Linked DNA regions of Bicyclus anynana: region 2 is linked to region 1. The links are chromatin contacts, called in public Hi-C maps. All regions are on one chromosome and are shown on one strand. The core of a region is the stretch at or near the end of the contact, and the rest is flanking DNA. Distances in the headings are between cores, read along the strand shown.

Region 1 (5,710 bases), core at 1,283-3,782:
TCCGTACGTAGTAAATTTCATTTCGGTTCATTTTACAGTGATTTTCAAAGACCGATTTTAATAGATATTTTTTATATTAAATGAAAGTCCCAGGCCAGTGGATATGACCTCTGCCTCCCTTCAAGGTTTCAGTTGTGTGCATTTTAAGAAATTGAATATCACGTGTCTCAAACGGTGAAGGAAAACATCGTGAGGAAACCGGCATACCTGCATTTTCTTAATTGAAACCGCATTGGGCCAGCGTGGACTATTGGCCTAACCCTTCTCGTCCTGAGAGGAGACTAGAGATCAGCAGTGTGCCGAATATGGATTGATAATGAATCTGCTTTCATTATTATTCAAAACTTGAGTCTTGAATTTAAAAATAATCGGTTCATTCGTATAGAAACAACGATTTCACAGATAGACATACATACAGAGATACACAAAATATGTGCATCTCTGTAAATCTGTATGTAGGCAATTAGGCATGCGAAACTCATAATTATATACCCTTTATTAAACGTCGATGGTTAAATTTGGTTTAATAAACTAACAATAAGAAAATGTTAAAAATTCGAAATTCTGCCTGTGAAACCCGTGAAAACAACAGTTAAATATACAACAGAGCAAGACCGATCCCTTGGGCCATGGAGTCGCAGTGCCAAAAAATTTTACCGAATGATTTCACCGCGGCTAGTTGCCTCGTCTGGTGACAGAAGGGCTAGCTCATTTTTTGCGCAAAGGATCAGCCTGGCTGTCCAGCGCGGAAATGCAGCCAGTATTCTTGCTACCATTCCACGTAGGTGATTTGTATAGTTATTAGGATAAGTTAGCTTAAGTTTCTTATTGTATTCTTCCTCCTAAACAACAAATATATAATTATAATATCACCATAAATACAGAACATAAAAATGTAAAGGTCTTCAGTGCGTAACACAAAATCGTGTCTACCATTTTACATAACTAGCGGACGCCCGCGCCTTCGTCCGCCTTTACACCTCTTGCGAAATCCGTTCTTAGCGGACGTCTATTAACTTTAATATTTTATTTAAACGTTTAATTACAGTACAATGCACACGAAGGCGAGATGCGCGCCTGGTTGACGTTCAAGAAAGAACGCGCGGCACGCCTCGCTCGTGAAGCAAAGCTGCGTACGGCGGCCACGCGCATACAAGCGTGGTGGAGAGGCGTGATGGTGCGACGGGGACTGGGAGTTTACCGCCATCTGCGGAACATTAAGAAGCCTGGAGCGAAGACAAAGAAGAAATAAAGCCCTAAATAATACTTAAAATAATGTTTTCACCTACTTATATAATTATAATAATATTCTTGATCATCTCAAAATTCTCTTTTACTCACTTACAAATCCAAAAGTGACTCCAAACAGCAGTTACAATATTATATTTTAATAAGGGTAATTGCAGGGACCCACCGGCTGGGCGGCGCAATTTTTATTATATTATAAATTTTTATTATAATATTTACAGTTCGTGCTGAGTAACTTGGCTACAAAACAAACACTGTACAAACATCATTCGAGCCAGGTGCCAAGTTAATGCACACGAGTTACACATGCAGCAATAAAACATGAAGATTTTTTTGCCTAAAGGCAGTTTCGTTGCCTAAAAATCAAATCACATTTTTATTTATAAAATCACCTCATTTTAATATTTTCATGAAACAATTTTTTTAAACCTATAAATTACGTCACCGCAAACACCAATCACAAGCAGTGACGTCATTGTGTCACAGTTTGTGATTGGTGGAGTTTTGCAATGGTGTAATAATATTCTCTTACCCATCGTAGAAAGACTGTAGAGAATGCGTTTCATTTGTGGATCTTATCGATCATACTAAGTAGGTAATTAAAAATACACTGAACCTCGCTTCGAGAAAATGGAATTTATTGTAAAACAAAGATGTTCGTGTACCATCTTTGAGACTTGAAACCTGTAGAGTTGTATCTTATCATATCTGCTAAATCAACGCAAATAGGACGATTATAATAACAATAATACGACCTCTGCATTCCTTACTAAAATTTTAATTTCCAGCAATATTTTAAATGCAAAAGCAAGCAATCTTTAAATATATCTACTGTTAATTTAAACACTATGGCGACTACCGGTATTATACTCAGTGAAAATAATAGGGTTAACGACTTAACGCCCAAAGCACAAAACGCTCCTTATTCCATATTTCATTCCACTTGACTTGCTTGCAAGCAAATGAAATGGGTGAAATGTTAACTACTGTGGTGAGGGTGATCGTTAGGATCCTTAAGTGGAACGTAGTCTTTACGAAAGGCGTCACTCTCACATGTCAAGATCTTTTTTGCTACGGCCTTTGAATCTAAGGCTACGGCATATTAAAGTCAGATCAATAATTCGTCTGAGTGGTAGTGGATGAAAAGACGGTGCTTAAAAATGTCATATTCTGAAGTCATAAAGCCAATTTAAAAAAAAAACCCTGCTGTCAATGTCAAAAGCAACGTGCTTGTCAAATAACTGTCAATTGAATTTGACGGACTGACTAACGGATGTCATGTCAGATTCAGAACCAGTTGAAAATTAGCCCCGATACCGGTGACATGTGGTCGTAACGTTAAGACTGTAATTTAAAATAAATATAGTCGATAGTTTTGTTTATTACAGAAAACATTCATTATTTATAAACACTTTTAATTTAATAATTACTAATAAAATGTGTTGTGGGTAAACTGTGTCGTAATAGTTTTTAGAAGAAAGTTTTGCACAAGTTCTGGGAATTTTGGATTTATCATCTTTAGAATTGGTGAGTAACTAATCTTTTTATATGCTTCGAGTGTCTTTTTTGTAACCTTAATTACTAAGAGATCGGAAGTACTTTACTTTTAGTAGGTAGACTGTTGAAATGACTAGAAATTTAGGACATAAAACAAGACCAAGTTATACACTTAACATTTGTTATAGTAAGTATCTACTACCTACTTTAAAAAATTCAAGTAACGAGAGATTGAAGTATGTTAAAAAAATGCCTGTTGTTTGTAGAACATCCATATAGAACCAATGTTGAGGCATTATTATATTTTTTTATTTATTGTGTAATAATTCTTGTAATACAAGTAAATAAATAGAATTAAAATTAACTATTTTTTAATGTTTAGGCAGCAAAGTGTTTTTAAGTATATGTTTAGATAACTGTTTTGTTTACGACCTAAAATTAAGGTATTTAAACCTAACTTATTTTGACATTTGTTAAATAACCATTTACTCAGGTAGGTACTTACTCACTTAAATTTTGCACCCTGGTACTCATTTTTAAAATACTAGAGATAGCTTAACTTAAATAAAGGTGTTCTGTGCTGTGTATATCAGTGTAGATCCCACTACTAGATATTTCTAGATGTGCCTCTATTATATGTCTCTGTGCCCACCTTTGTCCAGATCCATTTACTTACCCCTTATGAAGTTCAAATGGTGTTACAAGCTCCACTTTAAAACTCAAGTGGAAGTAGGCAGTAAAGAATAAAAAAAAAACATTGGTGCATGTTTTTTTTTTATTCTTTACAAGTTAGCTCCTGACTACAATCTCACCTGATGATAAGTGATGATGCAGTCCAAGATGGAAGCTAACTTGTTAGGAGTTGGATGAAATCCACACTCCTTTCGGATTCTACACAATATAGTTCGTCTCTGTCATTAGGGTAGTAACTAGCCGAAGCCTCCCACCAGCTAGATCTGGGCCGATTAAGAAAATCTCAATCGGCCCAGCCGGGGATCAAATCCAGGACATTCGTCTTGTAAATCCACTTCGCTGCACCACAAAGGCCGTCACGTATATGCGATACAAGTCATCTATGCAAAGGAGAAGAGGAAGGCCGGGTAAAATAAGACAGATGGCAAGGCAAAATCTGCAAGGGATTGAGAATTGTGGAAAGGCTTGGAGGAGTTTCCTTTGTTGTAAAAGACAATCAGGCAAGTTCTAAATAATGGCTGTTATTATTATTATAATATACTTAATAAGTGCTTATGATCAATAAAAAAATGACTTTTAAATGTTGATCGCTCATTTATAGAATTGAATTACTTTATTACAACAGAGAACTCCACCACAGTTTACAAATGTACATAGTAAAGTAGAAAGACGTTAAAGTGACATTCAAATATAGTATGAAGTTAAATGAAAATCTATTTCCAACGCCCAAAATTGAAAATGCAACACTGCTCGCAAAAACTTCATTAAAAAAACGCTCATACGAATGACGGCTTATGCAACCTGAACGTTTGAAGCCAAGACAACCAAATGTGCACCAACTCCTAATGAGGATCAACAAGACTATGATAAGCACAACATATTTGTTTATAGCCCTGGATCTAATCAAAGATTTACTTACAAAAACCTATGAAAAAAAAAACAAAGATGTGAAGCACATGTTAAGTGAACAACATATTGCATACTATATTGTGTAAAAAGTTCTATCCTAATTGGATTGGTAATATGAAATGAAATGATATGAAATGGTTTAAGAATGCATAGAAGCTTTGGTTTTTATTTGTAAATTAGGAAAATAAATACAAATATTATTATTTTTTTTGAAATCTATTGAGATGCTAACCACTATGTTCTTGTCAGACCAAGGCACGTTCGTAACTTTAATTTTAAGTTTTCGACTTTAATTTATCACCATTAAATCATGACATAACTTGACGGTTCAGAAGTGCTTGTAAACTAAGCTTAATTGATTTCAATTGCAATTAGTCATACAATGAATTATGATTGCCTACACTACAGTAGCATGCAAAACTTGGGAAATTCTTTCTCCAATTCAGGTATAATAATGAGTCCTCATCCTCAGGGTAGGCAGTCTATTTTTGCATCTATGAAGTGCACACCATTATACTTACTATAAGGTGAGATGGTGGTTAAACAAAAGCCTATTTCATAGAATAATGAATAGAAATGAATTTCATTACATTACTTTTGTAGTTTTCAAAGCGCCAAATCCTAGAGAGCATCTAAATGATCCTAAAGATAGATGAAATCCTAGTCAACCGTAGACGATGCTGCGACTGTTTTTTAATTGGTCACCCCAGAGTAGGTTCGAGATTGGTCACCCCAGAGTATGATTGAGATCTTCGCGTTTCATTTTTATCTATCGTGATGTTTGGAAGTCCCTACAAAAGGCCTATGTCCTGCAGTGGACGTCCATCGGCTGACATGATGATGATGATGATGATGACAGGTATATGTCTCATATCGACTATTAGGAGCAAACAGGAGAGGCGCCATAATTGGATCTCGCTCCAGTTCAAAATTTGCTTCGGGCCGGCGCTAATTGGCGCGAACCTATATTGCATAAAAAAACTCTCTAAAAACCAACAAAGAATCTGAACCACTCAGACCTATAAAGTGCCTAGCGGCAAATAAATTTTCATTGTTTATCAATAGTAGTTATTCGTCATTTTTCCTATAAATAATACTGGCGAAACAAAACCAGTGCGTAATTTTAAATTTCAACATAAATCGACTTCACGTATTAAGTTGTAATCAGGTTGTAGTACATCAAACCAAAGAAACAAGTCCGCGCCGGGCTCCCATATTTACTTACGTAGAGAAACTAGCAGTGTTTTTGCGATCCGTGATATACAGCGGCAACGACAATGTGCGTGGTAATTAGTGCGTTAATCGCCCTAGCGCTCGCTGCAACTGCGTTTCCGAGAAGGCGATCAGCAGAGCTTGCGGAGGG
Region 2 (5,710 bases), core at 827-3,326, 50 kb after region 1:
ATACTGTCAGAGACAGACTAATCTCAAAATAATTGCCCTCAAGTCGCTGGAGTCGTCTCACGTCATGAACATTTGCAGTTTTGCACCGAGGAGCAAAAAACTTCCGAGCGGAGACTACAAAGTGCACCGCACTCTGTCTGCATTCGGCTTTTTTTATACCTTTTTCCATTTACTCGTGCAGTCGTTTGCGCCTGTGACAGCCACACGTACTACATTTTATTAAGAAAGAAAGTGAAAGAAAGCGAGTGCTATCCAGACCCACAACCTACCAAGTAGGCAGAAATCGTATTTCTTTATTTTTCTCGGCATAATATGAGAATCATGTCCCCAGTCGCCTGCCACTCAGCGTCGCGGCAACCCTTCGATGGCATAGTTAAAGGTGAAACTTTAAGTCTCTATAGAAAGGTTGTAAGTAAGCTGGCGACTGAATACATGATTCCTCATGATATTCCCTAGAAAATATCAAACATTTTAGTTTAATACTTGGACAAAGAGGTTTTCCACCTTTTCAAAGCCACGACGGTCCAAATGGCTACCTATGGTCTGGTATGGTATTTACCTATGGTCTCAGACCAATCCTACCTTCTATGGATCCTCGCCTCGCGTTGCCTCGCTAGAGATTACCCCCTGTCAAAAATATATGATCATGATCAAACGTGTCATACAAATTGCGTCTATAGAATCGATGTTACATTGTGTTAAAATTATACGAGTGTCTATTACGATTTAAAATTTATGGTTGTGTGTAGTGTACAGGATATATTTATTGATGTTAAATATTTTCAATGTGTGAGTTTACCTCGTCTCCTTCAAAAACGACAGACAATTTTGTTGGTGAATTTGGATGCGATACAAGTCGAATAGAAGGTAGGTACTCGTAATTGGTCTGAGACCTATGGTAGGAGAATGGGTTAACAAACATTAAGTTTTTATAAAAAGTGGTATGTCTGGCTGTCGCAGGCTTTCGTTTTATCGTCCACGTTGTTGTGGATTTCCGTCGGCAAAACCGCGTGCGTGTACCGCAACTCGTTTCAATAATTTTTCTTCGAATCTTCATTGTTGCGGAAAAATAACGAACAATGACACACTGTTGAGTCTGAATAGGACTTACAGTGCCTCGATTTCGCGTAATATAATAAAATCGGTCAGAGGAAAATATGTATTCGTCAAACGCGAATACCAAGCGAAACCGAGTCATAATGTGGTATTCTTAGATACATCTTTACGACTTAAGAGTGTGTTTATGAAGACGTTGAAAGTCGTAGGAAAATACAGTACTTACGCAATTATATCATTATCAACCCATATTCGGCTCTCTGCTGAGCTCGAGCCTCCTCTTAGAATGAGAGGGGTTAGGCCAATAGTCCACCACGCTGGCCCAATGCAGATTGGCAGACTTTACACACGAAGAGAATTATGAAAATTCTCTGGTATGCAGGTTTCCTCACTATGTTTTCCTTCACGGTTTGAGACACGTGATTTTTAATTTCTTAAAATTATATAAAAGTAAAAAGTAAAAACGCAATTATATAAAAGTATAGTTTACCTATACATTTTGTGATGAAATATATTATACATCTTGCACTAGTATAGTACCTAAGTGTGAAAGTTTACACCTTAATATCGAATTTCAGCGAAATTTAGCACAGACCACGTCCTAGATCTACACAAAGAATACCTACTTTTTATATACCTTTTGTGCAGGCAACGTGAATTCAATGCGGTTGGTTAAAGTCGCGGAAACTATTAATAATTGAAGGATTGTAAAACGAATTTGATTCTTTTCAGTTTTTGCGGGACTTTTTCTCATCTACCGCTATGTTCACAAAACCTGTTGCGATTGAAATATAAAAATGTATATTGAATCCGAGCATCCATACAGCGTGAGTCACTGCTTCATAACACATATAGAAGCATTAGCAACGCTCTCCCAGGGACGCGAATACCGTAAACATACGAAATACTTTTGAAATATTCTTTCCGAGAATTTAATATTGAACTACGGTACGTAGGAACGTAACGATGTGCGCGATTCGAAAGTTCCATTAGCTCGGAAGAGCAACACAATATCGAGTACAGTTATAAGCATATATCTGCAAGTGAGCGACTATTGCCGGTGTATCTGCCGAATGGATACTCACCAGGTCGCGGTTGGCCGAAGTTTCTCGGAAACAATCCCCGCGCGGCCTTGCGATGAAACATCGTGCGAAGTTTGTTTAACTTTCAAACGATTCAAAAACGGCTACCGCAAAACTTTACTGTTCCCGGGAATCGTTGCCATCACGTCACGATTTGTTTGCGCAAGCTTCGTTCCCTGAACGATTTACAGCTGCCGGGAGTGGTGCGGCCTCTCACCGAATTATGGGAATCTAAATATTTAGCCAAGTACTAGTTTTTATTGGAGCCGTTGATAGGTTAATACCCTAATGGGACGTCATGGCGTCAGAGGGTCATCTGTGACGTCAGAGGGTGGCGGCGACAGACCCATTTAAATAACGGGATGGTTGAGACAGTCGAGTTTTACGTCCAAATTTGGCGTTTTTCTTTCGACAGTCTCGGAGACTCATTAATTCGTCCTTTCAATTCATTATACAATGACGATACGTTAATAGTTATTTGTTCCTAAACCACAAAACCGTACTATGGGCGCAACATTATTTATGACTAGCAGAATTCTCTCGCGATTTTTCCCGCGTATAATTTCCATTCCATGTGGAAATACGGAAATAATGTATAGCCCATGTTACTCTCTGATAATGTACCTTTTTATTGATATAATTTTTCAAATCTCTTCAGTTAATATAGTATAGTTTAATTGTTACATACAAATCTTTCATCTTTATAATATTAGTGTACCTACTAGGTATATAATATTATTTATGAATGAATGATATCGTCGAATATCATCTGTTAATTGCGATTGGTGATTTATCTCGTAACAATGATGGCCAATGGTTGTTGAATTCTTTTTACTTCTGCTAAGTATGCATTATAGCCAATAGGAAATAAATGTAATAACAAAATATCACGTACCAGGTGGATGGGTGGGTTTCAATATTTTAAGCTTTATCACAGAGTGATTCTCTCCGTAATTCCATTAACAATTGTTACTATTTCCTCGCCAGCTCAGACCAATTATTGTATAGGACCTGCCTCGCTAGACGTTCCTTTTCTGTCAAAGTATATGATCAACGATCTAATGCGATTATAGAAACTGTCTCTATAGTATCGATGTTAAATAGTTCTAATCGTGTTCGTCGGTTATAGAGCTCCGTAAAAATACCTTTTTGTGTAATTGAATTGTGTAAAAAACGGGCAAAAACTTCTACTTTAGTATAAGATATATACCAAATCTAAGCTCGTTTTCTTCAGAAATTGACAGACAATTTTGTTCGTGACTATGGGTGCGATACAGGTCCTTCTATAATTGGTCTTAGCTCGCCAGAGATTAATAATGTAATCCCCGTTTCGTGGAACTTTTGTCATTGGCAGCTGCGAATGTGTTACGCCACTAGCACCGGTGGGCTGACGACTCCAAGAATAATGCACCATTAAGTTGCATTCAAACTCTGCATCATTAAGTAGGAAGTCGTAATAGACTGAGTATCAACAAGTTAATACTGTTTAAGTTTGATTTGATAGGTTAGCTTTTACTACATGTTGTTGTTATGTTGAATTGTGTTTAATTTATTTGACTTTCTTTATTGTTAGCTGTGACGAATAATATTACACGAAAAACAATGTTATGTTGACAAGATTAAAAATTAAAATCTATCTAATTAGGGGAGAGGTGGCATGAAAGGTACACGTATTGAAAGGGACAATTCAAAAAACATTTTAGAGACACCATTATTACTGTTGCATGGCAACCTAACCTAGACTCCAATTCGTTAAAATATTAAACGCTTCCTATTCGACTTCAATCTGTTCCAAATATTTTTTCAATCTCTTACTGCCCTATCTTTAGATGGAGTTAGGTCAGTAAACACGATTTATAGGATTCAGAGTGAAAATGGAGTTTTTTTCGAATCTAGGTCCGGGTGAGATTATTACCCAGACCTAGATAGCTTTGGGTAGCATTGAGGAATTAAGGGATAACCCTTTAAAAAGTGTCAACTAGCCTATTGGTCGTGTTTGTAATTGAACCTAAATGAACAACCTATCTAATCCATATCTCTGTTACAAAGTTCTGCTACTAATAGAAACCATAATCATAGATACCTACTGATATTTTGATGGGTTACAAAAGCGTTAGCTTTATTGCTTGACAAGTTCGTTCCACACTTCCGAAGGTCCGCGGGCCGGGGGGCGTGTAGCGATGAATGAAAAACCAACGACTAATGCACGTCACTTCCCCGCACGCACGATTTCACACCCGCGCAGTCTTTGGTTACAAAGGCCGTTAGTGACATCGAACTTTATAATTCGCACTAAACTAACCTCGGGCTCCATTACTTCGTCGCTAACTTGTTTTCACCGCCTTTGAATAACAGTACTTATCGCAATTGCAAACATCTAAGTACGCACGCTATCTCATTTCGGTGAATCATTATTATTGCATTGCATATTGTTATCTGTAATCTCCGCGATAATTATCTGTTTCATTGTGAATCAGTTCTTAAAACTAATCTATTAGCAGATACCGCTGCTTAATATACATAAAATTAGTAGGTATTCATTTAAGTCGCGATTTACTTGCATGTATGTATATGTAAAATATGCGGCATAATTGGCTTTATCTGTTGGTTGTTTGATATAGAAGATTTGTAGACCTCGAGTGTGTAATATTGATTTCAGTTTGAACTTGAGAAAAAACGGTCTCGACAGACAGATAGACAGTCAGACATGTAGTCTACAGATAAGTAATCTTATAAGGATTCCGTTTATTCCTTTTCAGGAACGAAACTTCATAAATTAGTTTTTCATGACATTTATTGAACTTAACTGTACTCTATTTAGTAAGTCCGTTAGGACCGTAGTATATTTGTACTCTTATGTTTTTGTTTGAAAGTTGACTTGATTGGGATGGTTCGTATATAGGTACGATGAAGATCGACAAACTAACCCGAAGATATCAACGTTTTTTTTTATTAAGTATAATGCAAAGAAGTTATGACACGGGTAAATGTCGGTATTCTAGATAAATCCATGACTGTAGGGGAAAATGTTTCAATTTTGACTTGGACTAAAATCACTGTTTCCGTCACTGGCTGACTAATGATCGAAATTTTGACTGGCATTTAACATTTTTCGACTGATTTGTTTGCTGACTGATGATCATCAAAACGGTTACTTCAGTACGCTATAGCTAGAATGTCATAAAGTGTCTTCCTGAAGTCATAAAAGCTGAAAATTCGTGTGAAGACGTGATTGTTATGCGCAAGCAAGCCCATATCTAAAATCCAATTTTTCGACTTAACACGTTCGCTGCGGCACTGATTTTTCAGTACTTTCCTCTAGTGCGGTACGAGGTTTTTTGATCTCATATTAAAACTTTGTAGTGTGGTACGAGGTAGGGTACGAGGTCGATCGATCTCGTAACTCTTGAAGACGCTAGGTGTACGAGGTCAATTGACCTCGTGCCGCAGCGAACGTGTTAAGTATTTGATGTCCACGCTTAACAGTCAATATATTTCAGGTTCAAGGAAGGCATCGCGTATCCGTGGTCAGCGGGCGTGTCCAACCTGATCCTGTACCCAGAGGCGGCCAA

Evidence for each region. A called contact is a pair of places that touch in the nucleus more often than the background predicts.
Region 2: a contact with region 1 is called in a Hi-C map of whole body, with 3 times the contacts expected there. The contact joins the enhancer-like site here to the promoter of LOC112045643 in region 1. A contact is called at or near these places in 2 of 2 Hi-C or Micro-C datasets (whole body and whole larva).

Annotation. Positions count from the first base shown.
Region 1 is chr4:8,227,502-8,233,211 of ilBicAnyn1.1, forward strand. LOC112045643 reads left to right here and starts at 2,533. Exons shown (of 11, transcript XM_052881419.1): 1 at 2,533-2,775. It overlaps LOC112045650 (dynein regulatory complex protein 9-like), which reads left to right. Exons shown (of 5, transcript XM_052881221.1): 5 at 1,049-1,252. The coding sequence ends at 1,252.
Region 2 is chr4:8,278,330-8,284,039 of ilBicAnyn1.1, forward strand. LOC112045643 reads left to right here. Exons shown (of 11, transcript XM_052881419.1): 3 at 5,639-5,710. Among protein-coding and RNA genes, the nearest start is that of LOC112045643, 51 kb to the left of the region's middle. Within about 2 kb of position 2,077, at least 4 of the 8 cell types and tissues checked have open chromatin away from gene starts, as enhancers often do.